6 separate regions of the Mus musculus genome follow, and regions 1, 3, 4, 5 and 6 are each linked to region 2. The links are chromatin contacts, called in public ChIA-PET, Hi-C, HiChIP or PLAC-seq and promoter capture Hi-C maps. All regions are on one chromosome and are shown on one strand. The core of a region is the stretch at or near the end of the contact, and the rest is flanking DNA. Distances in the headings are between cores, read along the strand shown.

Region 1 (3,955 bases), core at 168-2,667, 270 kb after region 2:
TTCCATGCCCAGTATGGAAAAAAAGCAGGTGGGGCCTGGGCTGGGTCTCTGTTGTAAGAATCTTGGCCCAGTAAGCTCGAGGCTTTGCGCTCCTTCCCCAACACAGAAGAAGCTGGATTTGAGGGTGTATGCCTGTCTGTGTCTGTATCCCAATATACTGGGGAGGGTCAGAAGTTCAGAGTCATCCTAGGCTGTCTAGTGAGTTGGAGGGCTGCAAGGCGAAGACCAGACCCTATGTAGAAACAAACAACTCCCCATTTTATAGCTTGTTGTTTCCTGCTGAGATAAATGGTCTGGTTATATCAGTACTTTTTTTTTTTTTAATTATGTTTACTGATGGTATGCATGTCGTGGTCAAAGGGCACTTTCAGGACAAATTTCTGGGTGTCAGTTCTTTCTTCCCACCATGTAGGTCCTGAGGACTGAACTCAGGCCACCAGGCTTGTGATTATACTATTACTGGCTGAGCCATCTCAGCAGATCTAACCAGATCAGAACATTGAGGAGTCTGTCTCCAAGGTTTGCCCAGAGCCAGTCATCTCTCAGTTCCTCTTTTGGGGGGTCTTCTCTGCGCCCCCCCCTTTTGCCTCTACCTCAGGCAAGAACAGTGAAAGAATGGGAAATTGGAAATGTGTCCGCTGCCTGGGGGAATTTCTCTATCTGGACTCTCCAGCCTTCTGTTTCTGGAGTCCTAAGAGACTACTAACAGGAAGCCCCAAGAAAGTGGGTGGGGACACACCAGGAAAGGCCCAGGGTAGAGATGGGGTCCTGGGGAGGAAGAGGCTGAGTGAGTGGGTGCCTAGCAGGTCTCTTTGATTCCGCTGGGGATGGGTGGGCAGTTTTGGATGTCCCTAGAGTCCTCGACAAAACAACAACAACAAAAAACAAAACAAAACAAAACAAAACAACAACAAAACCCCCTGCATTTAGGGCGTCCCAGGGATGGGGAGCTAGGGGTTGGAAGAAAAAGGGAGCAGGAGAGATCAGGAGAGAGACAGAAGTTTGAGAGACAGAAAAACAGGAATGAAAATCAGCAGCGGAGAAATAACCTACCAGTGGGGAACACAGAAAAAGAAGGGAGACAGAGCTGTGGATTCAGGAGAGGCCAGGGAGGGAATGGATTCCGATATCACATGGTTCCCATCATATAAAAAGCTCTTTAATGTGTCAGTGTTAAACCAAATCAAACACACACACACACACACACACACACACACACACACACACACACACAAAAAGGGAAGAAGGACGGGCGGGCACAGGGCCTGGACAGGGAAGGGGAAAGGGGCGAGAAGGGGGAGGGGAAGGGGGGAGGAGGAGAGAAAGTTCCGGGAGTCGAGGGGCGGAGCGCGGAGCCCGGGAACCCCGCGGCTGCCCTCCCTCCCTTCCCTCCCCGGAAAAGGCGCCTCGGTAGCCTATAAAGCACGGGCACTGGCGGGAGACGTGCACTGACCGACCGTGGTAATGGACCAGCACACACTTGATGTGGAGGATACCGCGGATGCCAGACATCCAGCAGGTACTTCGTGCCCCTCGGATGCGGCGCTCCTCAGAGATACCGGGCTCCTCGCGGACGCTGCGCTCCTCTCAGATACTGTGCGCCCCACAAATGCCGCGCTCCCCACGGATGCTGCCTACCCTGCGGTTAATGTTCGGGATCGCGAGGCCGCGTGGCCGCCTGCACTGAACTTCTGTTCCCGCCACCCAAAGCTCTATGGCCTAGTCGCTTTGGTTTTGCTGCTTCTGATCGCCGCCTGTGTTCCTATCTTCACCCGCACCGAGCCTCGGCCAGCGCTCACAATCACCACCTCGCCCAACCTGGGTACCCGAGAGAATAATGCAGACCAGGTCACCCCTGTTTCCCACATTGGCTGCCCCAACACTACACAACAGGTGAGGCTCATCTCATCCCTAGGGGACTCTTTCTTACCTTCTGGAAGCATCGCTGCACCGACAGGGAGAGAACAGCACTTCCTCCCCACCCCCGCCCCGCCCCGCCCCGCCCCGCCTCGCTCTGCTCCTGCTACTCCGCTTGAAGCACCCCCTCTCCATCTCGCACTCAGAGGAAATCCCTTTGCGTCTTGACCCCTTGAATGAACCTATGAAACCTGGGGGAGAACTCCCGAGGGTGCACCGCAGTTCCCTTCAGTCCCACTTAGGCCTTCAGGGCTCTCCTTCTCCATCCAAAGTTGGACGCCCCAATGTGTGCTGGGCCGTATGAGTTCCTATCTGCTTCTTTAGGATGTAAGGTACCATCTACCTTTATTTTTCTTTCTTCCCAGGGCTCTCCTGTGTTCGCCAAGCTACTGGCTAAAAACCGTGAGTGCCCCCTGATTTATTTCCAGCGGGTCCCGCAGGGAGGTTGAACAAGGGGACCTGTTCAACCTTCTAGTCATGTCCCTCTCCCTCACTTACTCAGCCTTTCTCACTTGCTGTCACAGCTCCAACTGTCATCCTTGGGACCCCATCCAGGTTTTCAGAGAATTGAGAATTCTCACCCCCAGCTGACTCTGGGAGATCTCCTTTTCTCTTTTCCTTCCTCTATCCCTCCCATGTAGCCCAGGCTTCCTCCAAATTCATTATGTAGCTGAGGCTGGCCGCCCTGCTGCCAACACCTCCAATGGGCTGGGATAAATGAATGCCTTTGGGCTTCAGGCACCCTATTGAGCCCGAGCCCTAGTCTCTCCCTGTCAAGTCTTAGTTGTCAAATTATTTGCCCTCAGAGATGACTCTCTTCCTGCACTCTCCATATCCCACCTCTCTCCCAGTTTTGTTCATCCCTCTCTTACTCCTCTGATTTCTCTCTCTTCTTTTCTCCTCTCCCCCTTCCCCTCTTGTGGCCCCTTTACTCAGCTCCTTCCAGGAGTCCATGTGCATCTCCGCTCTTAACACTCTAGACCCTCGCCCCTTTGCCTCGTTCTTATTCCACAACCACTTTCTTAAATTGTATCCCTTCTGGGTGGCCCCTCCCTCCTTTTCTTCTGTTTTGTCTCCTCTCTTTCCTCCCCATTCCCATGGTTTCCCCCCTCCCCCACACCCCGCAACCCTCAGCAACTCAGTGTTCTTTTTCTAGAAGCATCGTTGTGCAATACAACTCTGAACTGGCACAGCCAAGATGGAGCTGGGAGCTCATACCTATCTCAAGGTCTGAGGTACGAAGAAGACAAAAAGGAGTTGGTGGTAGACAGTCCCGGGCTCTACTACGTATTTTTGGAACTGAAGCTCAGTCCAACATTCACAAACACAGGCCACAAGGTGCAGGGCTGGGTCTCTCTTGTTTTGCAAGCAAAGCCTCAGGTAGATGACTTTGACAACTTGGCCCTGACAGTGGAACTGTTCCCTTGCTCCATGGAGAACAAGTTAGTGGACCGTTCCTGGAGTCAACTGTTGCTCCTGAAGGCTGGCCACCGCCTCAGTGTGGGTCTGAGGGCTTATCTGCATGGAGCCCAGGATGCATACAGAGACTGGGAGCTGTCTTATCCCAACACCACCAGCTTTGGACTCTTTCTTGTGAAACCCGACAACCCATGGGAATGAGAACTATCCTTCTTGTGACTCCTAGTTGCTAAGTCCTCAAGCTGCTATGTTTTATGGGGTCTGAGCAGGGGTCCCTTCCATGACTTTCTCTTGTCTTTAACTGGACTTGGTATTTATTCTGAGCATAGCTCAGACAAGACTTTATATAATTCACTAGATAGCATTAGTAAACTGCTGGGCAGCTGCTAGATAAAAAAAAATTTCTAAATCAAAGTTTATATTTATATTAATATATAAAAATAAATGTGTTTGTAAATAAGCCTTTTATTATTTTCCTTGTCTGGTTTTAAATTTTCATGTCTATGGGTATGGTGTTCATTTATGAATGTGTCTTTGTATACGTGTGTGTGTGTGTGTGTGTGTGTGTGTGTGTGTGTGTGTGTGTATTTGTAGAGAGGATAGAGTTTGGCTCAGTGTC
Region 2 (4,045 bases), core at 180-2,679:
GGGGTCATCAGGGTCAAGAGAGGCGAGTGGTGGTTATGATTACAACACATTATACACACAGGAGAAGGCCACACTTATGTACATGCTAATAAAGTTACATTTATTAACACTCAATCGTTGTAGGATTTTTCCTGGGGGACCTGAGTACCGGAGTGTTCCGGAGACGTACTAAAGTAGGGGTGAAGTCTCAGGAGAGACAGCGGTCCCAGCTGTTTCTTGGTGCGTTCCCCGCCCCAACTCCCCTCCCCGCCACCCTAGGGGGCTCTGTCCGGAACCGAGCTCTCTAGGGTCCAAGGAAACAACCGCAGCCCTAGCGAATCCCAACTGCGAACTCGGATATGACCCATGGAAAGGGGCGAGGAAGACAATCCGGTGTTTTGGGATGTGCTGCCTGTGCACAGGAGGGCTGCGCACGCACTCTCCCGGCCTCCTGGATCTTCCTACAAACGGTTCACACAATATTTTCCTTCGGGAAAGTTTTCTAGATTGGGGATCTCGGCAAAGAGGACGCTATGGGTGCGCTTGAGCTTCCCGGAGCGGCATGGTAAAGGACCCCCAAACGCAGCGGTGTCGGGTTCCAGGGGAGAGTGGTCCGAGGATTTGGGGCGCCGGGGGTATTTGGGATGGGCAAGAAAACGCGAAGGGAGGAGTTCCTTCCAGAACAGAACAAACGCAGTGACTATTTTGGTCAAAGCACAAGAAAACGGTGCCGGAGCCCCCAAATCCTAAGTCAAGAAGGAAACCCGAGGGTCAGAACTATGAGGCAAGCAGAAGAGTACCCTCGGAGTTAAGTACATGGATAAAAGCCAGAACCCCGATTTCATAAGTATAAAAGGGAGACGGTGCCTCTGGGTTTTCAGACTTGGACGAGAATGGCTGGCTCTGTGGGAGCCCCCAACTCAGGTTTTAGGGGGATGACAGCAAGGAGCGGGTTTGGGGCAACTCCAATTCAGGCTTTGGGAGTAGTCAAAGAGAGGACTGACTAGTTTGAGGGCGCCTCCGAGTTTCAGGTGTTGTGGAGTAAGAGACAAGGAGGGGTCTTCTGGAGTCCCCGCTCCTCAAAGTCAGATTTAGTGCGTCAAAGGCGAGAAGAGATCGCTTCACTTTACAAACTTTTGAGAGTGTGAGAGGGGTTCCACCCAGCCCAGGGCTCCCCCAAATCAGAGGCGCCTATCAGGATTGGATGAGGTTGGCGTCTGCAAAGTTGGGGCGCCGGGTCCGGCCGCGCCCGCCCCCGCGACCCCCCTCCAGCGGGGTCCCCCCCCCCTCCGCCACCGCCCCCTGCCCCGGCCCGCACCGCTCACCTGGAGTTCGGCAGGGAGTTCCGGTAGCGGCTCCCGCGGCGTCGGCCGCTGCGTGTCGCTCCGCGTTGGTAAGTAACAGTCTCCACGGCTACAGTCTCTATGGCGGCGGCGGTGGCGGCGCCGGCCGCTCCTCCTCCGGCTCCCGCCGCCCTCCCGCCCGCCCGCAGCGCCCGCCCGCAGCAGGCGCCCGCCCGCCTCAGCCTCGCGCTGCCCTCACGGGGCGGGGCGTTGCGCCCGGCAACGGTTACCAAGCTGCACGCCCCGCCCCCTCCAACGGCCCGCCCATGCCCGCCTCCAACGGCCTCGGGGAGGGCGGGCGATCTCCCCATTGGCTTTCATAGTGCCCGTCAGAGGTGAAGGGGCAGGTCCTTGGGTAGAATACCAGCCAATCGCTGAGAAGGAGGGCGGGGCCTGGCGGGAGGCGCGCGGCTCCCGGGAAGGGTTGGCTCTAAGGAGGTGCGCGAGGGCCCACTGGTGGCAGTGCGTGTTTTGCGGAGTTACGGTGATTCCGCTAGACCGGAGGCGCTCACCGTCTAAGGGGAGCAGCAGACTCTGGCCTTGCGCCTGCTCTTTCATGGTCCACAAACTGAAAACTTTTTTTTTAAAGATTGTTGTCTATGCGTGTGCATGCAATGCGCATGAAGACCCGAAGAGAGCGTTGGATCGCCCTGGAACCAGAGTGACCGTCTGCTATGAGCCGCCTAATTGAGCAGGGACCGATCCCGGGTCCTCTGCAAGAGCAGAAGCCTCCTCTCCAGCGCTTCTCCTTTTTTTTTTTTTTTTTTTTTTTTTTTTGAGCCGGTGTCTTGTATACACTCACTACACCGCTTAAGCTGGCCTCCAACACCTGATTTTCCTGGCTCCATCTCCTAGTGCTGGGATGATGGGTGTGTGTTCACCAGTCCTGGCTAAGCTGACAACTCCTCACCCACCCCATCTCGCTTCTCTGTCCTCTCTGGTTCATATATATATACAGGTCTCAATGTGGACTCTTCATAAAGCTTATATTTTGGTGGGATGACACAAACAGAATGAAAAGTTAACGCAAAAGGAAAGGTTTAAACCCAGAGACCCAAGTGCGGAGGAGCTGTCAGACCATAGCTCCATTCATTCATTCATTCATTCATTCATTGAACGTCCAATTGCACCAGTGAACATGGGTAATTTGGGCTTATGTGCCCAAAGCGGTGAGTCAGGGTCTTGCTAAGTAGTCCAAGCTAGACTAGATTCCCACTATGTAGTCCAAGTTAATGTTCTTTTTGTCTTAGGTCCTTGACTACTAGGGTGAGAGGCAGGTGCCACCAAGCATTTGTGCACAGTCTAACTCATGAAATCCTGAACTTAGGCCGCGAGAAAGGCAGTAGACGCTGCCTCTAGGACTGGAGTTTCCAAAATAAATATATTGGAGCAACTGGAAGCCTGGTGCCACAACACCACTTTGTTGGCTGCCTACACTACAAAGCTAGTGTCCGGTCCCCATCCCCCACCCCCACCCCCACCCCCGTGCTGAGAGACCCAGTCCCATAGACTCAACTGTAACTATCATGGAGGCAAATGGCTATGCATGAATGAGCCTGAATCTGTTTGGACCAAACTGTGGCCCTTCAGAACTCATTGGTTTTAGAGACTGAGAAGTGTGTCCCCAGAGCTCATGGGTTGGAAACCTGGTCTTTAGCAAGGAGACTGTGGAAAGAAGTGCAGGAGGGTTTCTAGACCTGGGACACTTGTGGATGGGAAGGAAAGAGAACCTCTCATCTCAGCCACACACCTCAGAGTTCTAAGCCTCTCACTCGCTGACGATACAGCTGGCTCACTCCTTACATAGAGTTTTAGTATTTTTACATTTATTTCTTTAGGATGTGATATGTACATGATATGATACACATGTGATCAGATGACAACTTGTGAACACTTTCTGCCTTTCCCCTGTGTCCTCCAAGGATCATTCGGCTTGGCAGAAAGCCCTGTTCCCCTCTTCCAAACATATGTTTTTTATGTTAGAGTAACAATGGCAGGCAGGAGTCAGGGTTTTTTATTTTTTTGTTTTTTGTTTTCCCCCAGTTTTTTTTCCATGTCAACTATCCAGGATTCACCTGTGAGTTTACTTGGGTTTCTCAGAAACCCCTTTGGAAGACAAGAGCTGTGAATCTGCCAGGTCCTGCATGGCCTTGGTGGGGACAAAATGACATGGTTCCTGCCCCTGGGACAGGGCCATTGGGCATGGGCCTACTAGAATGTCAATGGCCGCTTTGGGTGTAGGGCTCCTTTGGATAACAGTGTACACATTTTATGCCCTTCCTTCAAGGAGTGTCCTGCCTGTTACTGTTAATGACTCCATGGTAGTTAGAATACAAGTCCAGGAGGTAAAGATGAGGCTAATGTATCATAAATGGTGAGCCTTGGAACCTTCAAGACAACCCTTAAGGCTGTGGAAAAGAACCCTAAAAACATGAGTTCAAAAATATATAATTTCTCAAAAAGAAAAAAAATATAGATATCAAAAAATATAAGGATGCAATATGAAACATGAAGGGCTTCAAGAATCTAAAGGAACAAGGACAGCGGTGCTGTGAGCCAACTTGTCAGAAAGATACTAAACTAGGAGACAAGGAGATTTAGGGAGTGGTGATCAAAGGAGATTCCACCCAGCTACATCTTTTTGTTTATGCTTACAAAGGCAGACAAACACCTGAGTTCAGGGTCAGCCTAGAATAGAGCAAGGTTAGGCCCAGGTGTAATAC
Region 3 (3,987 bases), core at 1,219-3,718, 500 kb after region 2:
ATCCCCATGGCCCAATATTAGATCCAGCTTTGTGGGCGGTGGAGAATGTTGGTTGAGACATAATGGACTTGGAGGTCATCTCACCCCCTGGAAAATTGACGGTACATTACCAGAGAGTCAGGGACATATTTTTTTGAAGGCACAGCATCGTGATGTGTCTGGAGAGAAGGCTCAGAGGTTCAGAGTTCTTGCTGCACAAACATGAGGACCTGAGTTTGAGTCCCCAGCATTCAGGAAAGATCTGGGCTTGGCCAACCCTGGGCAGGAGAATTGCTGGGACTTCTGGCTGTCAGCCAAGCTCTGCATTCGGCAAGAGACTAGGTATCAGGGGAATGAGTGGGGAGTGTTAGCCTCCAGTGGCCTCCACACCTGTGACGGTATAAGCACCTGCATATGTAGAATTACAGGTGTGAGTACATCCCACATAGCACACACACTAAAAAAAGCTGAGTCTCAGGGCTAAGCTGTGTTCTCAGCACCCTAGTGCAGTGGTCACAACCCCTTTGGTAGTTGAATGACCCTTCCACAGGGGTTGCATATCACAATATCCTGCACATCAGATATTTACATTACAGTTCCTAACAGTAGCAAAATTACAGTTAACAAAGTAGCAAGGAAATAATTTTGTGGTTGAGGAATTGAGTTAAAGGGCCACGGCTTTAAGAAGGTTGAGAATTACTGGTCAAGTGGCTAACAGAGGCCACAGCACTGCCTGGTTCTCTCTCAGGAAAGTCAGTGCCCGAGTGCTGTCTCACACACATTCTTGGCCAACGATAGACTATGGCACAGGAGTCTGGTCTGAAATGCTTATCACGTCTGAAGGGTCTGCCTTCACTGTAGGGAGAGTCACTGGATTTGCGGGCTTCAAGAACTGCATTAGAGTTCACTAGAGGAACAGGACTGATAGAATCAATAGGTATCAAAGGAAGATTTGTTCGTCTGGCTTATCTGATACAGCCTGGGCAGTCTATAATGGCTGCCTGTATGCTGCCAAGGCCGAGAACCTGGTAGCAGCCCAGTCTATGAGGTGGGTGCTGCAAAGTCCAGATCTGAAGGCCTGGGGTGGGGGGATTTCTGGAGGGTCCCAGGTCTTCAATGCATGTCAGATAAGGATTGTAGGAACAACACAGGGGCAGTAACAGAGTGGAGGAGCTCTCCAGGAAGGGGCAAAGTCCCCCCGTGAATTTCCCCAGAAGCACGTCTCTCAGCTGATTCAAGTTCAAGTTCAAGTCCACAGTCAAGGTTAACCATCACAAGCACCATGGTAACAGAATGCTGCCTGCTCCCATGGTTCTCCCATGAAAAAGAAAGGCTGAATCATGCGATGCTGAGGAGTTAGAGGTCACGAATCTGCTCTTGGAGCCATTCCAGCCATGCCCAGAGTGTTCAGTCCATCTTTAAGGCTCAGGGTGGCAGAAGTTTGTATTAGTCAGCTCAAGTTACGTTTTGCTGTAGTGACTGCCTACGGTGGGTTGACTTGTAGGGTCTGTGGGGGATTGATGTGGGAAGACCCAGCCTGTAGTGGGCCACACCATTCCCTAGGCAGGGATCCAGAACTGTGGAGAAATGAGCATGCTGGCCTTCACTTCTTCATTCTTGACTGTGGTTGTCACGCGGCCAGCTGTTTGAGGTGTGTGTTCTAACTGCCCCACAAAGATGGGCTGTAATCTAGACCTGTAAACTCAACCCCTAGCTTCCAAAGCTCCCTTTTTTTTTTTTTTTTTGGTCAGGATATTTTATTATAGCAACAGAAACTAGGCCAGTCCTCAAAATACTCTCCCTACACTGTTCTAGGGATTTAAAAACATGGATGAAGATGTGGGAAATCGGACATAAGCTTCAAACGCAGGGGCAGACATCCAAGCAGGACCGGTCCGAGGCAGACAGCTGGACGTTAAAGGCACGATCGCCCCCTCGCGGACATGTGCGGTAATGACACAACGTCTGCAGCTGGGCGGGTCGTTTGCAGAGGGGAGGAAAGACGGAAGAGATTGAGTTTATTTGTGGGTGTGCACACGTGTTTACTCACAAGTCTGTGGATATGAGCCTAGAGAGGCCCCCAGGAAGGGACCCTGGTATTTCTGGCATCTCCACCCAGTCTTCTAGAAGGAATGGCCAGCGGCACTACTGGATGATATGGTGTCTTCAATTTATTTTTAGTTTATTTTCTTTTCTGTTTTTTATTTTTATTATTTATTTATTTATTTATTTTTTTGAGACAGGGTTTCTCTGTGTAGCCCTGGCTGTCCTGGAACTCACTCTGTAGATCAGGCTGGCCTCGAACTCGAACTCAGAAATCCACCTGCCTCTGCCTCCCGAGTGCTGGGATTAAAGGAGTGCGCCACCGCTGCCCGGCTTAGTTTCTTATTAAATTTATTTGATTTGTGTTTGTGTGAACGAGTGTGTGAGTATCCCGAGAGCAATAGGAGGCCAGAGGACATTGTGCAGGAGTCAGTTCCCTTTTTCTATCGTGTAGGCCCTAGAGATTAAACTCAGGTCATTAGGTGCAAAACTTCTTTACTTGCTGAGCCACCTCACAGCCCCTACCCTTCAATAATTTATTGTTACATATTTTTCTTAAAAAATGTTTACAACTTATTTTTATCTCTAGTGATTTCTAGGTGGATCTGAGCTTCATTTGTTGAATTGGTACTCTGGATAATTTTATTATTTTTTAAAAGAGAAATGCATTTATCCGAAACAATGACCCTTGTACTGGTGGAATTCCAGCCTATGAAGTCAGGCATAGACTCCAGCAGGCTGTGTTTCCTTGTCTGTGGCGCCGAGGCCCCCATTTTTCACTTCAAGGAACACTTTGCAGTCTAACCACACAGCGCTCACTTGCAGCCCTGTGCTGCCACCTAGCGTCCACGAGTGATATGGCCCCTGGGTTCAACTGTGTATATTCCCCAACTCCTCCCAGATCCGCTGTCATCCAAATCGTCTTACAACACCATGCCTTCTTTTTAAATTTTAAATAGCCCATCCAGTTTAATTTGGGGTGTCCATGTAGTACTTGGTGTGTGGCTATCCACTGGGGCATGGTCAGCCTGCGGGGTCAGGGGCATAGTTTAAAGAAAACTGCCTCTCCCTCCATCAGCAGCCATCAACTGTCCAGCTCCTCAGTTAGGGTGGGCTCATGAGCCCTTCCAACTCCTGCTGTAAGGTTGACTGGTCTGATTATAAGCAGCAGCCACAGGTGCTGTAGTTTATTAGTACCGAGATCCTGCTTCAGTCGTGCCTGACTTCTGGCTCTTACAGTCTTCCTTGTCTCCTCTTGGGGAGAGGGTTCCACCTTATTTTTTTGAGACAGGTTCTTCTATAGCCCTGGAGTTCAGTAAGTAGGCTGGCCACCTTGGGGATACATTGATCTCCACACCTCCCTCTCTCCAGGGCTAGATTATAGAACTTCATTTCCATGCCTGGACTTTAAGTGAGGGTGTGCAGAGCTCACTCAGGGAGCTTTGCTTGCTTAGCAAACACTTACTGACTGAGCCTCCCCTCCCCCCACAGCCTGGGTCTCTCTATGTAGCAGATCAAGGCTGGATTTGTGCTTATAATCCTCCTGCCTCAGCCTCCCCAGTATCTGAGATTTCATAACCTGCACCACGAGGTTCAGCTAGAGTGAGCAGTATCTGTTTTAATAAAAACTTAGGCTGGCTGTGGTGACAAAGGTCTTTTATCCAAGCACTTGGGAGGCAGAGGCAGAGGCAGAGGCAGAGGCAGAGGCAGAGGCAGAGGCAGAGGCAGAGGCAGAGGCAGAGGCAGAGGCAGAGGCAGAGGCAGAGGCAGAGGCAGAGGCAGAGGGAGAGGGAGAGGGAGAGAGAGAGAGAGAGAGAGAGAGAGAGAGAGAGAGAGAGAGACAGAGAGAGACAGAGAGAGACAGAGAGAGAGAGGCAGAGAGGCAGAGAGAGAGAGAGAGAGTGAGAGAGAGAGAGAGAGAGAGAGAGAGAAAGAGAGAGAGGCAGAGGCAGGCACATGCCCTTG
Region 4 (4,177 bases), core at 839-3,338, 280 kb before region 2:
CCTCCACTCCCCAGCAGCTCTCCCAGAGGGCCAGCAGCTTCCCCCACAGCTGAACAACAGCCTGGTGGATCTAGAAGGAGACTGGGGAGGCAGAGAGGGACCCACACCCCCAAGGCCTGCATAGTTGCGAATGTCTAGCAACCCTGATTCCAAAGACCATGGTTCAGTTCCCAGCTGCCCTGCTCTGCCTCCTGCAGCCTGTACAACTCTTAATTAAAACATTATTTCCTTCTGGGCTCACAGTGTAGTCCCCCAGCACATGAAGGGGTGGGGGGAAACAGGGACAATGGGGGGCAGGGTCACATAGCACCCAACACTGGAGCTGTGGAGTAGAGCCCCCACAGCACGTGCTGAAATACTCAGACCACTTTGCACACCTATGGGCTCACCAAGACCCCCCTGGATCAGAGTGTCCTCCTGTTCTGTTCGTAGCTGGAGCCCCGTGGGTCCTCCAAAGAAGGAAGTGTGCCTGTTGAGCTTCCCCGAGGAGGCTGTGCTCTGGGGATGGACAGAGGTCGATCCAGGCAGCAGAGGCTCCCAAGGGAGGGTCCTAAGGCCACAGAGCAACCAGAAGGTTCCTTGCCGGGGTTGGGGGGATGGAGGGCTGGACGACAATGTCAGAAGTCACCATCAGGAACACCAGAGGCAGTGGGCATCAGCAGGGCTGGGGAGTTGGCATCTCTCTGGAAGCCCAGCACCTGGATCAGCAAGGGACATGTGGGCCCAGGGATGTCAACCAGCAGTTTCCAAGCTAATGGCCCTTTTTCCCTTCTCCAAATAGCCTGGATCTGGGCTTGGAAGGGAGTGCAGTGGTTGCCCACAATCCTGAGGCCCTTCTGTAGCAGGCACAGTGCTAGGATCCCCCTGGTGGACACCACAGGAATTGCAGGCAAAGCTGCTCCGTTTGTCCTGGTGTCTGTTACAGGAATTGCAGGCAGAGCTCTTGTGGACCCAAGCCCACAAAGCACAGTCAGTTTATGTCTGCATCAAAGTAAAGAGTCCAGAGGAGAGTAGAGAACTTCTCAAAGTCACACAGATGGGGACACCAGTGCTGAGCCAACAGAGGAGATGGAAGGATAAGGCTAATGTGCCCACCTCATGAGGCCCTCAGTTTCCCCACCATCTCTCAGGCCTCCCATGAATGGCTTACCTGAAGTACGACTGGACTCCCAGGAAGAGAGAGATGTGGTGCCTGGGCCAGTTTGCTCCTTCAGCCAGCATCTTGTGTCCCTAAAATCATCGCTCCATCTCCTCCATTTCCTACCTGAGGGGGTGAACATAAAGACAAGCGGTGACGACTAAAGTCTTTCCAGCTAGTCCAGGATCGCTCTGAAGTGTCTTCATACTGGTGGTGATGCACTATACAGCCGGGCCCCACTAGAGACACTGAGGCCAGTGTAGACACAAGGTGTGACGGGCTTGGGATGGGGAGTGCAGTAGTGGCCCAGGGCTGCTCATCCCACCGACCTCTTAGATGAGTGGACAGAAACTGAGAGAGAGATGGAGACACTCGGAGACATGAAGAAACAGATAGGGGCGGTGTGCAGAGAGAGACAGAGACCAGGACACAGATACAGAGAGACGTGCTGAGCCAGAGCCAGATACACAGAAATGAGGGCAGGGAGTCCTCAGAGCCACCGCTGGAGCTCACACCACATATCGACATAGCTAATGGAGCCGAGAGGAAGCAGGCACGGTCACAGAGGTCTTTCTCACCATGTCCCCAAGCCATCACCATCCCACTGGGCCAACCTCCATAAGCCAGAGCTCAAGATCCTACCAGGTTCTAGCCCAAGTCCCAGCCTAGATCCCTGGTCACCTGGTGTCGCTGAGCAGAAGTAATACTGAGCCGTCCTGCAGGCGAGCTTCGCGAACTGTCTGATGGTCAGGCAGAGGCCTAGAGTTGTAGTAGAAGGTTCTGCGCCAAGAGCTTACACCCTGGCCCACTAGCTGTGCGCGCAGGTCACTCAGTGTGTCTCGGGGCCGCACGGTCAGTGGCAGTAGCAATGCCTCGTCGGCTAGGTGTACCTTGATGTGGTAGCGCTTCCAGCGGGACAGCCCTCGCCGCAGCTCCTCCATGGCCATTGCCAGCCTGAGACTCTCTCGCAGGTCAGCACCTGCTAGACCGGCTGAGCCACCTGCCTCCACCCCTCCTAGGCACGCCCTGCTACAGCAGCAGCCCACAGGGGTGGTGACATTGGCTGGCCCAGCCCAGGCCTCCATGACAAACATTTCTCCTGTGCACAGCATACATCAAAGGCCCTGGGGCAAAGAACGCAGCTATACGAAAGCACTGTGGCAGGATGGAGAGCCTGGTGTATTGGAGGAGTGGAGTTGGGTCCTGCTTTTGAAGCAGAAGTGAGGAGGAGAGAAGGGTGGCAAGGAAGGCAGTGTAACCCACCCACCCATTTATTTATTATTCCAGGGAACACTCTAGAACTTCCTCCCTAATCTGTATCTGTACTTGTTTTGTGTCTGTGGGCTCCAAAGAAACCTCAATCTTGGGCCTTTGCCCTCTATGGCCATCAAGTTAGGAACAGGGTCTAAGTAGGGGAGACAGACGTCTAGGTTTGGCCTGGAAGTTCACGTGCACTGGAGGTGGGGCTCCAGGGGATGGGTAAGAGTTCAACATTCCCAGTTGCCCACATTCACCACCCACTCAGTTCAGCAAGTGCTTGATGAGGAGAGAAGCGAGTTCCAGCCTCCCGATCCTTACAGCCATTTCTGGGAGCCAGCCGCCTCTCCAGCACACTTCCGAAAGCACGCCTTTTCCCTCCCCGATGCTCTCACTGCCCCACTGGATAGAGCAGTTTGTCCTCTGCACTTGGCCTCTGACACACAAACTCTGGGCATTTGTCACCAGCAACAATGCAGTAGTCACTGTGTGGCCTCTAACCCTGTCATCTCCTGCCACAGCCTCTCCTCCCCTTACCTCAGTGTCTCTGCCTGTCTACTGGGGTCTTGTAAAAAGACATTGTTGTTACAAGGCCCTGACTTACACTTACCCAGGAATGGGAATGCTGAGAGAACATTCTAGGTGTTAACTTTGACTCCGCAAAGAAAAACAAACTGAACGTTCTAAAAATTTAGCCCAGTGACATCTTGGTGGTGCAAACCTTTAATCCCAGCATTTGGGAGGCAGAGGCAGGCAGATTCCTGTGAGGTCAGCTTTATCAAAGAGAGATCATGACCCCTGTTACTCCCAAAAAAGACAGGTAAGAGAATATATAGGAAAAAATATATCTCAGTGTGCTGTGTAGGGTGACATTAATTGTCCCATTTGCCCACATTCACCACCCACACAGTTCAGTAAGTATCTGTAAAGGGAGCCTTTAATTGAAAGATTAATAACTGACAACATGCAAATATAAAACACCTACACACAAACACTTCACACATGAAAACTGCAACAAAGCCATTGAAAATTTCCAATAGTCAAAATAGACAAAAAAGACTGACTTCCACCGTACGTAAAAAGCTTCTGGAAACCAACAATAAGATAGAAAAATGGATAGACAACTTAACAGGTTTATGAAAAATGGTACATCCTTCATGTAAAACTAAAAATGGAAACCGAGGGTGGGCATTTGACAAGGAAAGGCCTCCCCTGACCACGCTCCCTGCCCTTACTGGAGAATTTTAGGCAGGGCTCTATCCCTGGTCACATCCCAGCCCCTCAATGGGAAGATTTTAGGCGGGGCTCTACCAGGGAGCCTCACCCCCAGCCTCCATGAAATTCTTTTTGTTTTGGAGACAAGGTTTCTTTGTGTAGCCCTGGCTGACCTGGAACTCTGTCGACCAAACTGGTCTCAAACTCAAAGAGTTCTGCCTGCCTCGGCCTCCTGAGTGCTGGGATTGAAGGCATGCATTATCACCTCCTGGATAATGTTCTTGTAAATGTAAAAAAGAAAAGCTTGGTGTTTCACAGGCTGAGACTAGAATACAATAAAATGGTTACCAAATAGTCTGTTTTTATACTTCTCTGCTGGAGAACGATGGACAGGATCCTGCGCAGTGGTTCTGTGGCAACACACATTTTTTTCTAAAGATTTATTTATTTTATGTATAGGAGTACACTGTAGCTATACAGATGGTTGTGACAGATGCTTGTGCCATCATGTGATTGCTGGGAATTGAACTCAGCACCTCTGCTTGCTCTGGCCCCGCTCGTTGTGGC
Region 5 (4,069 bases), core at 530-3,029, 260 kb after region 2:
AGGAAGCCCCTCAGCTGTGTCTGATGTCTCCCCAGGGTTCTCTTGATGTGCCTAATCAAATCCCTGACTGCCCTGTCAAGGTAGGTTCTTTGGTGCTAGTTACAGAATGTTCTTAAAGCACTTAGAAACGAAAACAAAAGTGTTGTGCACCCACACCAGAGAGGGACTCACCAAATACAAAGTTGTCTGGCCGAAAGATCTGGCCAAAAGGGCCGGAGCGGACAGAGTCCATGGTGCCGGGTTCCAGGTCGACCAGCACGGCTCTGGGAACATAGTTTCCACCTGTGGGGATGGCAGATGGAGGGTGGCTGGGCTGAGTGCCAGGTCCAGCAGGCTCCAGGGCACATCCTGTCCCTTCGTGACAGTGCCCCCCCACTCCCACGCCCGTGCCAGCCCACTGACTACCCTACCTGTGGCCTCATTGTAGTAGACATTGATCCTCTCCAGCTGGAGGTCACTGTCCCCATGATAGGTCCCAGTGGGGTCGATGCCGTGCTCATCACTGATGACCTCCCAGAACTGGGGGTGGGGGTGGGAAGCAAAGTGAGGGGGAGGGGGAGCAAAGTGAGAGGGGAGCAAAATGAGGGGGAGGGGGGAGCAAAGTGAATAGATTTTCCTTTTGTTGTTATAGTTTTTTTGTTTTTGTTTTTGTTGTTATAGTTTTAAAACCTTTTAAAAAACCATTTTCTGTGTGTGTGCATTCATATGCATGCTCCTGTTGTCAATCTTGGCCATGAGCCCTGGGGGAACCATGTTGCTTGTCCTATTGTTTGTTTGATGATGAAATGTGTAGAATAGCTTTTTTTTTTACTTATTGTCTTAAAATTTAATGTATGTATGTATATATATATGTATATATGTATGAATGTATGTATGTATGTGTTTGTATTATTTTTTTAGTCAGTGTCTCCCAAAGCCCAGGCTAGCCTGAAATTCACTAGATAGTTTAGGATGATATTGAACTCTTGATCCTCCTGCCTCAACCTAGCCTAGTGGCTGGGATGACAGGTGTATACCACAACACCTGGGCAAAGGTTCAACCTATTGAGTTATAGCCCCCACCCCTTATTTTTTTGACACAGGGTTTCACGTAGCCCAAGCTGGCCTCCAACTTACTGTGTATGGGAAGCTATTTTTGGGCTCCTGCCTCTATCCACCAAGTGCTAAGATGTCAGAGTGGGTCACAGTGTTAGTCGGGAAGGGCTGAGAGATGCTGTGTCTAGGACACTCTTAAAGCCACTTCTTCAGTTGCTGACTGTCTGTCTGTGAGGTAACTGGGAACTCAGAGCCACAGCAAAGCATGAGCCAGCAAGAAGGGAGAAGTTGGGGGTAGGGAGAGGCTTGGCCCCACCAGAGCCACTTGGTGCCAGTCCATCCCGGCAGCAGCCCTGGGAGGAGGGGCCGTGCCTCTTCGTTCCAGGCAACTGAGGGTGACAGTGGCCCAGCTGTGAGGCCAGCTGTGGCCAAGAGACATAAGGCCAGGCCCTGCCCCCATCAGCCTCTTTGTTCCCAGTCTGGCTCTGCCCTGGTTCCCCTCCTCCACCTAGGATGCAAAATTCCTGGGTGAGCCTTGGGAGAGCCAATAACCCCTCTCTGAGCCCCTGTGCATTCCCACCCTCTACTCAGTCCGACGCACCTTGGCCCCGATCTGGTTACCGCATTGACCGGCTTGCAGGTGCACGATTTCCCGCATGGTGGTGGCGCTGCTGGTGGCGTCTGATGGACGGGTGTCGACCGGCCGCTGTGGCTCTAGCTCTGGACGAGATGGCTGCGGAGCTCTGTCTCTGCGCCCCCGGGCGTCTCTATATTTGCGGAGCAGTACTCACGTCACCGCTGGGTCACCCGCGTGCTCCGCCTCCTGGGCCCGCCTAGGATGCTTGCAGTGAAGGATGGAGGGACTGGAGTAATGGAGGAGGATGGAGGGAGGGGCCTCGGAAAAGTAGGGATCTCCTCCGTCAAGCTCTTTCTCTGAGACCTCAGGGTCCCGGTGTATCCCCACTCTAGTTTCCCCTCAGGCTCCGTTGTCAGGCACCATTCTTTCTTTCCACTCTGATTTCATAGAGACTGGATGGAAAGGCACCTCGGAATCTTGTAAATAGCATCTAGGACAATGTCCTCCCTCTCAGCCCCAGCCCCTGCCTCAATTTCTCTGTCTGCTTCTCCCTTCTTCATTCCTTCGAGACCCCCTTCCTTAGAACCTTTGTATAGGTGGGGAAGAACGGTGACTCTGAGCTCCAGGCTCTCCACAGTGGAGTTTGGTTTGAAGGTGGCAGGTGCATGTGAGACACTGCTGAGTCCTGGAAGTCGCTTCTGGAACCCTTCTACAGATTTCCTTCTATGTTCTGAGGAGCGCTGGAAGGCTCTTGACCCCCCAGGAGGTCTCAGAAACTAGGGCTAAGACAAATAATTGGATCCCACCAACAGCAGAGAGCTTTCCCCACCTCAACATATCTTTGCTTTGTTATTGATATTTATTTCTTTAAGTACAAGTTTTCCCATGTAGCTATTGTTCCCCTATATCACTATATGGCCCAGGCTGGCCTTGAACTCATGGCTTTCCTGCCTCCAATCTCTGGAATGCTAGGATTACAAGAGATCTACAACATAGCTGTAAAAGTGACATAGTCTAAAAGTGACATCTGAAACATGCTTGTATGTTCATGAGTTTATCTGAGCATAGGTTCAAGTTAGAGTGTGTCCATGCGTTGTTGATCTTTACCATCCATAATGTTCTATTCATAGACTGTCTTCTTGTGCTGGATTCCATGGGTTTTTCTGCTCCCCACCCCAACTCCAGCATCCCCAGGGGTTATAGGTGCTACTTGCTGTGTTCCTTGCTTTGAGAGATTTCCCCTCGGGACTGCATAGTGTAGTCCAAGCTGACTTCTCACTCAATGCAGTCCAAGCTGACCTCCCACTCAATAAGTAAACAAGCTGGCCTTAAACTCCTGATCCTCTGCCTCTACCTCCTGAGTGTGCACCACCATGCCCTGGGGTTATATGGAGTTGGGCACAGGACTAAGGGACTCATGCATGCTTGGAAAGTGCTCTCCCCATTGAGCCCCAGCTCACAAACACCATGACAGCTTTCCCTCATTATAGATCCAATTGTGATGTTGCCAGCTGGCCAAAGACTGACTCTTTTCCCTCCCTCCCTCCTCTCTCTCTCTCTCTCTCTCTCTCTCTCTCCTTCCCTCCCCCTCTTCCTTACTCCCTTCTTCCTTTCTTAGCCAGATTGTTTTCTTCCAGATCCACCCTGACACCACCCCCAACTTCAAGTCTTCCTGTTTTGGTTTTATTTTGTTTATTTATTTTTATGTGTATGGGTGTTTTGCCTGCATGTCTGTCTCTGTACTGCACATACATGTAGTGTCAGCAGAGGCTAGAGAGGACATAGATACCCTGGGACTGGAGTTACAGACACTTGTGGGCCACCACGTGGGAGCCTGGGTCCTTTGGCAGCCGGTGCTTTTAATCATTTAACCATCTCTCCAGCCAACCTCCAGATTTTAAAATTAATTTGACTGGTATTGCCTCACCCCATCCCCTCTTTTCTCCCTCTCACTCCTATCAATGCCCCCTCCTTTCTACCCTTTCCTATCCGACAACCTTCACAGCTTTTTGTCTTGCAGCCTACTGTCTGTGTGGTCATGGGTGGCCTTTGGATCCTGGTGCACATCAATGGGTATAACACTGTAGAAATTGGTTGCTGCTCTTCCAGAAGCCATTAGAAGCCAATAGTTTAGCAAGGAGATATGTGGCCCCATAAGTCCCTCTCCAACCCATGATTGATTGCTGATAGAATCAGTCTTGTGCCAGCTTCAGAAGCCTCTGTGTGTTTATGACTACAATGTCTGTGTTGTGCCTACCCAGAAGATGCCACTGTGGTCCTGCTAAACATCACATCTCTTTCCCCATGTTCCCTGATAGGGCATTAACATCCTGCTTAGGGCCGAGCACTCCTCATTCCCAGCACCTTAAGCATTTATGAGCTTAAGCATTCATTAAGCACTCACCAAGCCTCCCTGTAGAATATCTCTCTCTCTCTTCTTCTTCTTTCTTCTTCTTT
Region 6 (3,862 bases), core at 1,117-3,616, 450 kb after region 2:
GTACCTCAGCTTGGAAGTGGTGGAGATGGAATTCGAATCTAGAAACCTAGTGGGCGCTCTCCAGCTGCCTCTCGTTTTTGTTTTGTTTTCACTGCCTGGCCTTCCTACCCTAACTGCGTGCAAAGAAAACAAATTGTTACCCGGTTTAGAGAAGAGGGAGAGGACGCGTAGGAAGTCACAGACGCCAAAAATAGGGGATAGAAATTGTCCTCGCCTGTAAGGTTGCAAAACGGGAGGGTTTTCAGGTTGTGCCCACCCCTACCCATATCCTCAGTGCGTAAATGAGACTCAAGCTGGTCCAGTGAAGCCGTTTAGCGCCGCCTAGAGGCCATAAGGATAAAAGGTGGGGTGCTAAGGAAGCGGCTTGGAATCTGGTGGGTTAGTCAGGGAGAGGCTTGCTTGCCAAGGTAATTTTAGTTCCTGAGAAGCTATGGTCAGGAAAGCAGTACATATTTGTTAGACAAATCAACTAATAAATGACAGGGAAGGGCACTGGTGACCTTGACTCGGACGAGAACTCACAGCAGGGAAGGTGGGCTTATAGTATGATAATTAAGGGTGGAGGAGGGCTGTGGCTTAAAATTTAGGAAGACTTAAGGGAAAAAAAATGACATTTGGGGGCTGGGGAGATGGTTCAGTCAAATGCTTGCTACTCAAATGAGAGGACAAGAGTTCAAATCCCTAGGGCACAATTAAAGCAGGAGGAGGTAGTCTGTGCTCTTTAATCTCAGTGCTCCTAAGACGAGATGGGGGCAGAGACAATTCTGGAAGTTCAGCTAGCCAGGAGCAGTTAGCCCAGGAGTAAGAGAGACTCTATGTTAAGTATGTGGAAGAGAGGGTCTACACTGAGGCTGTCCTGCCACCTCAACACACACGCCATAGTGTTCTCTCTCTCTCTCTCTCTCTCTCTCTCTCTCTCTCTCTCTCTCTCTCTTTCTCACACACACACATACAAGTTTTAAAGAAAAAAGGAAAAGTGGGTGGTGAGGGTGAGAGGGCTCTGTGGGCAAAGGTGATTGCTACCAAGCCTAATGATCTGAGCTCAATCGTTGGGGCTTGCATGGTGGAAAGAGGACCTACTCCCTTGGGCTGGTGAGATGGCTCAGTGGGTTAGAGCACCTGACTGCTCTTCCGAAGGTCCAGAGTTCAAATCCCAGCAACCACATGGTGGCTCACAACCATCCGTAACAAGATCTGACCCCCTCTTCTGAAGTGTCTGAAGACAGCTACAATGTACTTACATATAATAAATAAATAAATAAATAAATCTTTAAAAAAAAAAAAAAGAGGACCTACTCCCCCATGTTAACCTTTGACCTCCACACATGTACTGTGCCCCACATGTACCTTCACACATACACACATACATATGTATATATATACACACACACACATATATATATGTAATAAAAGTGAAATGGCTTTCAAAGTAGAATATATTTTCTAATGTTTATTATAGTTCTATTTGTTGGCAGTTTCCTACATGTTAACAACCTATCTTCGTCCTACCCACCCTCAACTCCCCTCTGACTCCGAATGAGAGTGGACTCTCTTTACCTTATCCCCACTTTCTTGCTCTTTTGTAACCCTTTGCATCCATTACTGCTGCCTGTGGGCATGTTGGCTCCCTCCTGGCTTTGTCTTGTGCTGCCACCATAACTGCACGGAGTTCATGAGCGTAGTGGCCATGGGTATGCCCTGGAGATAGCATTTCACATCCCCCGCCCCCGACTCTTACCGACTTTCTGTTCCTTCTCCCTTGAGCCTCGGGCTGGTGGTGGTATAGATGTCCCATCTATGGCTGAGCACTCAGTAATCAAAAAGTAACATGTAAGAAGTGATGGAGTGAATTAGTGTCTTCTGTCAGGTGGTGGGCACAAGTGCAAAGGCCCTGGGGCAGGATGGAGGTCAGGGAGTGAAGAACAGAGAGAGGAGAAGAGGCTGGCAGGGGTTGGGGCAGGGTGAACAGGGCCTTGTGGGGTGCAGGAAAGACATGAGTTTTGGCCCCAAAGCAAGGTTGAACCAGGAGGGTTATGGGTGGTGGAAGAATGGTTGAGACTTGACTCAGTGTTCAGTGGTCCCTTTTGGCTGCTGCAGGGGCAAAAGGCTGTGAGAGATCAGGGCCGTAGACTGGGGACCAGGAGGAGACAGGAGGTGACAGCCTAGGTGCCTACGGCTGGATGAGATAGTGGCACCTTAGTTCAGCAGGTGCCCAGGTCTGCTCAGTGTAGGTGGAGAAAGACGAGGTCACACCAGTGAGTGGAAGCTGTGAGGGCGTAACTGCAGATGCTGCTCCCCCTCCGCCCCACAGCTCCTCCCCACCCCCACCCCGGGGCGACAGTTACAGTCACAGAAGAGGAAGTGGTGTTGTAGTTGTCCCCACTGGGGCAGGCGGCGGCGGTGGTGAAGGAACGAGGGTGCACGGGGCCTCCCCGAGGGGCCAAGTGAGAGGCCGGCAGCCACCATGGAGCTCTGGCGACAGTGCACCCACTGGCTGATCCAGTGTCGGGTGCTGCCTCCCAGCCACCGTGTGACCTGGGAGGGGGCCCAGGTGTGTGAGCTGGCACAGGCACTGCGGGACGGTGTCCTCTTGTGCCAATTGCTTAACAACCTGCTTCCCCAGGCCATTAATCTTCGCGAGGTTAACTTGCGGCCCCAGATGTCCCAGGTGAGTCTGCTGGGTGATGCTAGGGCCCGACTGGATAAAGGCTGGTAGGCCCGGCTCTGGCTATGGAGAGGTGTCGAGCAGAACGGAGCTCTGGGTGGGTTTGTACACTCTTGGTTGGCTTGCAGCTGTCCCAGCAAATTTAGGGGGAAATCTCCCTATCCCGCCCCGCCCCCAGCTGACTCTGTTGAGATCCATTTAAAGGGGTCCTAAGAGGTATCTTGTTGCCTCGTAGTTAGCCAAGAGGGTGCATGAGGTTGGAGAACCAGATTCAAGAGAGAGAGGCCTTCAGTTTCTCCCCCACCGGTGGCTCCTCCTCTTCCACCTCTTCTGCCCCCCTCCTCCTCACATCTTCCTTCACCTCCATTTCCTGCCAGGGCTTTGTGCTGTGTGGCGTGGAGTGTTGGGGGCTGCAATGCGAGACCCTGTGGCATCCCAACTCTACCTATTTCGGGAAGGGCCCATTGAAGTGCAGGGCCCAGGCCTAGGGTCCTAACAAGGCCCTGGGTGTCCCTGAGTTTGACATCTGTGCACTCTCCGTGTTTCAAGTGGAGGCATGGTCAGACTATGCCCCGGTGAGCCTAGAAAATGTATTCAAATCCTTATTTGAATGTGGCTGGGGTGGTGGTGAAAGGTGACTGGTGGCTTTGTACTCTTTTCTCTGCTTCCCCAGGGATGCTGGGTTTCGGGGGGAGGGCTGATAGCCCTAGAAATGAAAGGTATAGGTTCAAGTCAAAGGGATCCACAGCCTTACCGTGGGGTGTGAGGGACATGAGTTGTATCTAAGGGAACATGGCCTTGCCATGGGGTCTGAAGGACACATCCTTGGTGTAGGGGGCATCTGTCTGTCTGTCTGTCCTCTTGCTCTCAGTCTGCCAGTCCTGTACAGCCTGTTTTTCCAAGTCCCAGGAGGCTGTCCCTAGAAATGATGAGCAACGGGGTCAGAGCCTAGTTTCTTCCCTTCATGCGAGGGGTCCCATGGAGTTGAAGACGGGAGTTACTTTAAGAATGGCCTGCTGCAGTCTCCAGGGTATTTCTGGGGTTGTCAGTGAGCCAGCAGTCTCTGAAGCTGTTGTGAGTCCTCTGAAGGAAGTAGGGAACAGAGCACCCACTGTCCCCCATGGACCGTCCCTCTGGCTGGCTAGGGGTCAGCAGAGATTTGCCTACATTTGCTTGAACTTCAGTAGCTTTCAGGGC

The links. Promoter capture Hi-C pulls out the DNA fragments that hold promoters and counts their contacts. A called contact is a pair of places that touch in the nucleus more often than the background predicts. ChIA-PET counts read pairs in DNA pulled down with a chosen protein or histone mark. HiChIP or PLAC-seq counts read pairs in DNA pulled down with a chosen protein or histone mark. Capture Hi-C pulls out chosen DNA fragments and counts their contacts.
Region 1: a promoter capture Hi-C map of the HPC-7 cell line shows a contact between it and region 2. The contact joins the promoter of Tnfsf9 here to the promoter of Rfx2 in region 2. A contact is called at or near these places in 8 of 39 promoter capture datasets (the 3T3-L1 cell line, the C10 cell line, the HPC-7 cell line and 4 more), 2 of 484 Hi-C or Micro-C datasets (reprogramming fibroblasts and uterus) and 1 of 115 datasets of contacts at active chromatin or transcription factors (pancreatic cancer cells).
Region 3: a Hi-C map of the HPC-7 cell line shows a contact between it and region 2, with 2.7 times the contacts expected there. The contact joins the enhancer-like site here to the promoter of Rfx2 in region 2. A contact is called at or near these places in 8 of 39 promoter capture datasets (the 3T3-L1 cell line, the HPC-7 cell line, hippocampal neurons and 3 more), 1 of 484 Hi-C or Micro-C datasets (the HPC-7 cell line) and 3 of 115 datasets of contacts at active chromatin or transcription factors (astrocytes, bone marrow-derived macrophages and forebrain).
Region 4: a contact with region 2 is called in a promoter capture Hi-C map of adipose tissue. The contact joins the promoter of Tincr here to the promoter of Rfx2 in region 2. A contact is called at or near these places in 2 of 39 promoter capture datasets (liver and pre-B cells), 1 of 115 datasets of contacts at active chromatin or transcription factors (pancreatic cancer cells) and 1 of 9 other capture datasets (adipose tissue).
Region 5: an HNF4G HiChIP or PLAC-seq map of pancreatic cancer cells shows a contact between it and region 2. The contact joins the promoter of Tubb4a here to the promoter of Rfx2 in region 2. A contact is called at or near these places in 4 of 39 promoter capture datasets (the C10 cell line, cranial neural crest, liver and 1 more), 2 of 484 Hi-C or Micro-C datasets (reprogramming fibroblasts and uterus) and 2 of 115 datasets of contacts at active chromatin or transcription factors (bone marrow-derived macrophages and pancreatic cancer cells).
Region 6: a contact with region 2 is called in an RNA polymerase II ChIA-PET map of memory CD8 T cells, with 57 read pairs. The contact joins the promoter of Vav1 here to the promoter of Rfx2 in region 2. A contact is called at or near these places in 6 of 39 promoter capture datasets (the 3T3-L1 cell line, hippocampal neurons, liver and 1 more), 7 of 115 datasets of contacts at active chromatin or transcription factors (the NIH/3T3 cell line, astrocytes, bone marrow-derived macrophages and 4 more) and 2 of 9 other capture datasets (adipose tissue and liver).

What each region holds. Positions count from the first base shown.
Region 1 is chr17:57,103,968-57,107,922 of GRCm38.p6, forward strand. Tnfsf9 (tumor necrosis factor (ligand) superfamily, member 9) reads left to right here and starts at 1,418. Exons shown (of 3, transcript NM_009404.3): 1 at 1,418-1,893; 2 at 2,283-2,319; 3 at 3,074-3,790. The coding sequence starts at 1,465. The coding sequence ends at 3,537. It overlaps Gm11110 (predicted gene 11110), which reads right to left and starts at 1,975. Exons shown (of 4, transcript NR_033508.1): 1 at 1,931-1,975.
Region 2 is chr17:56,829,579-56,833,623 of GRCm38.p6, forward strand. It overlaps Rfx2 (regulatory factor X, 2 (influences HLA class II expression)), which reads right to left and starts at 1,430. Exons shown (of 17, transcript NM_009056.2): 1 at 1,305-1,430.
Region 3 is chr17:57,333,018-57,337,004 of GRCm38.p6, forward strand. No RefSeq gene overlaps it. Among named protein-coding and RNA genes, the nearest start is that of Adgre1, 24 kb to the right of the region's middle. Within about 2 kb of position 2,469, at least 49 of the 459 cell types and tissues checked have an H3K27ac peak or open chromatin away from gene starts, as enhancers often do. A contact at or near this core is called in the HPC-7 cell line, bone marrow-derived macrophages and pre-B cells, where this site is marked.
Region 4 is chr17:56,552,299-56,556,475 of GRCm38.p6, forward strand. It overlaps Tincr (predicted gene, 20219), which reads right to left and starts at 2,089. Exons shown (of 4, transcript NR_130128.1): 1 at 1,820-2,089; 2 at 1,151-1,264; 3 at 390-698.
Region 5 is chr17:57,085,821-57,089,889 of GRCm38.p6, forward strand. Tubb4a (tubulin, beta 4A class IVA) reads right to left here and starts at 1,780. Exons shown (of 4, transcript NM_009451.4): 1 at 1,637-1,780; 2 at 411-519; 3 at 172-282. The coding sequence starts at 1,693.
Region 6 is chr17:57,276,734-57,280,595 of GRCm38.p6, forward strand. Vav1 (vav 1 oncogene) reads left to right here and starts at 2,367. Exons shown (of 27, transcript NM_011691.4): 1 at 2,367-2,668. The coding sequence starts at 2,465.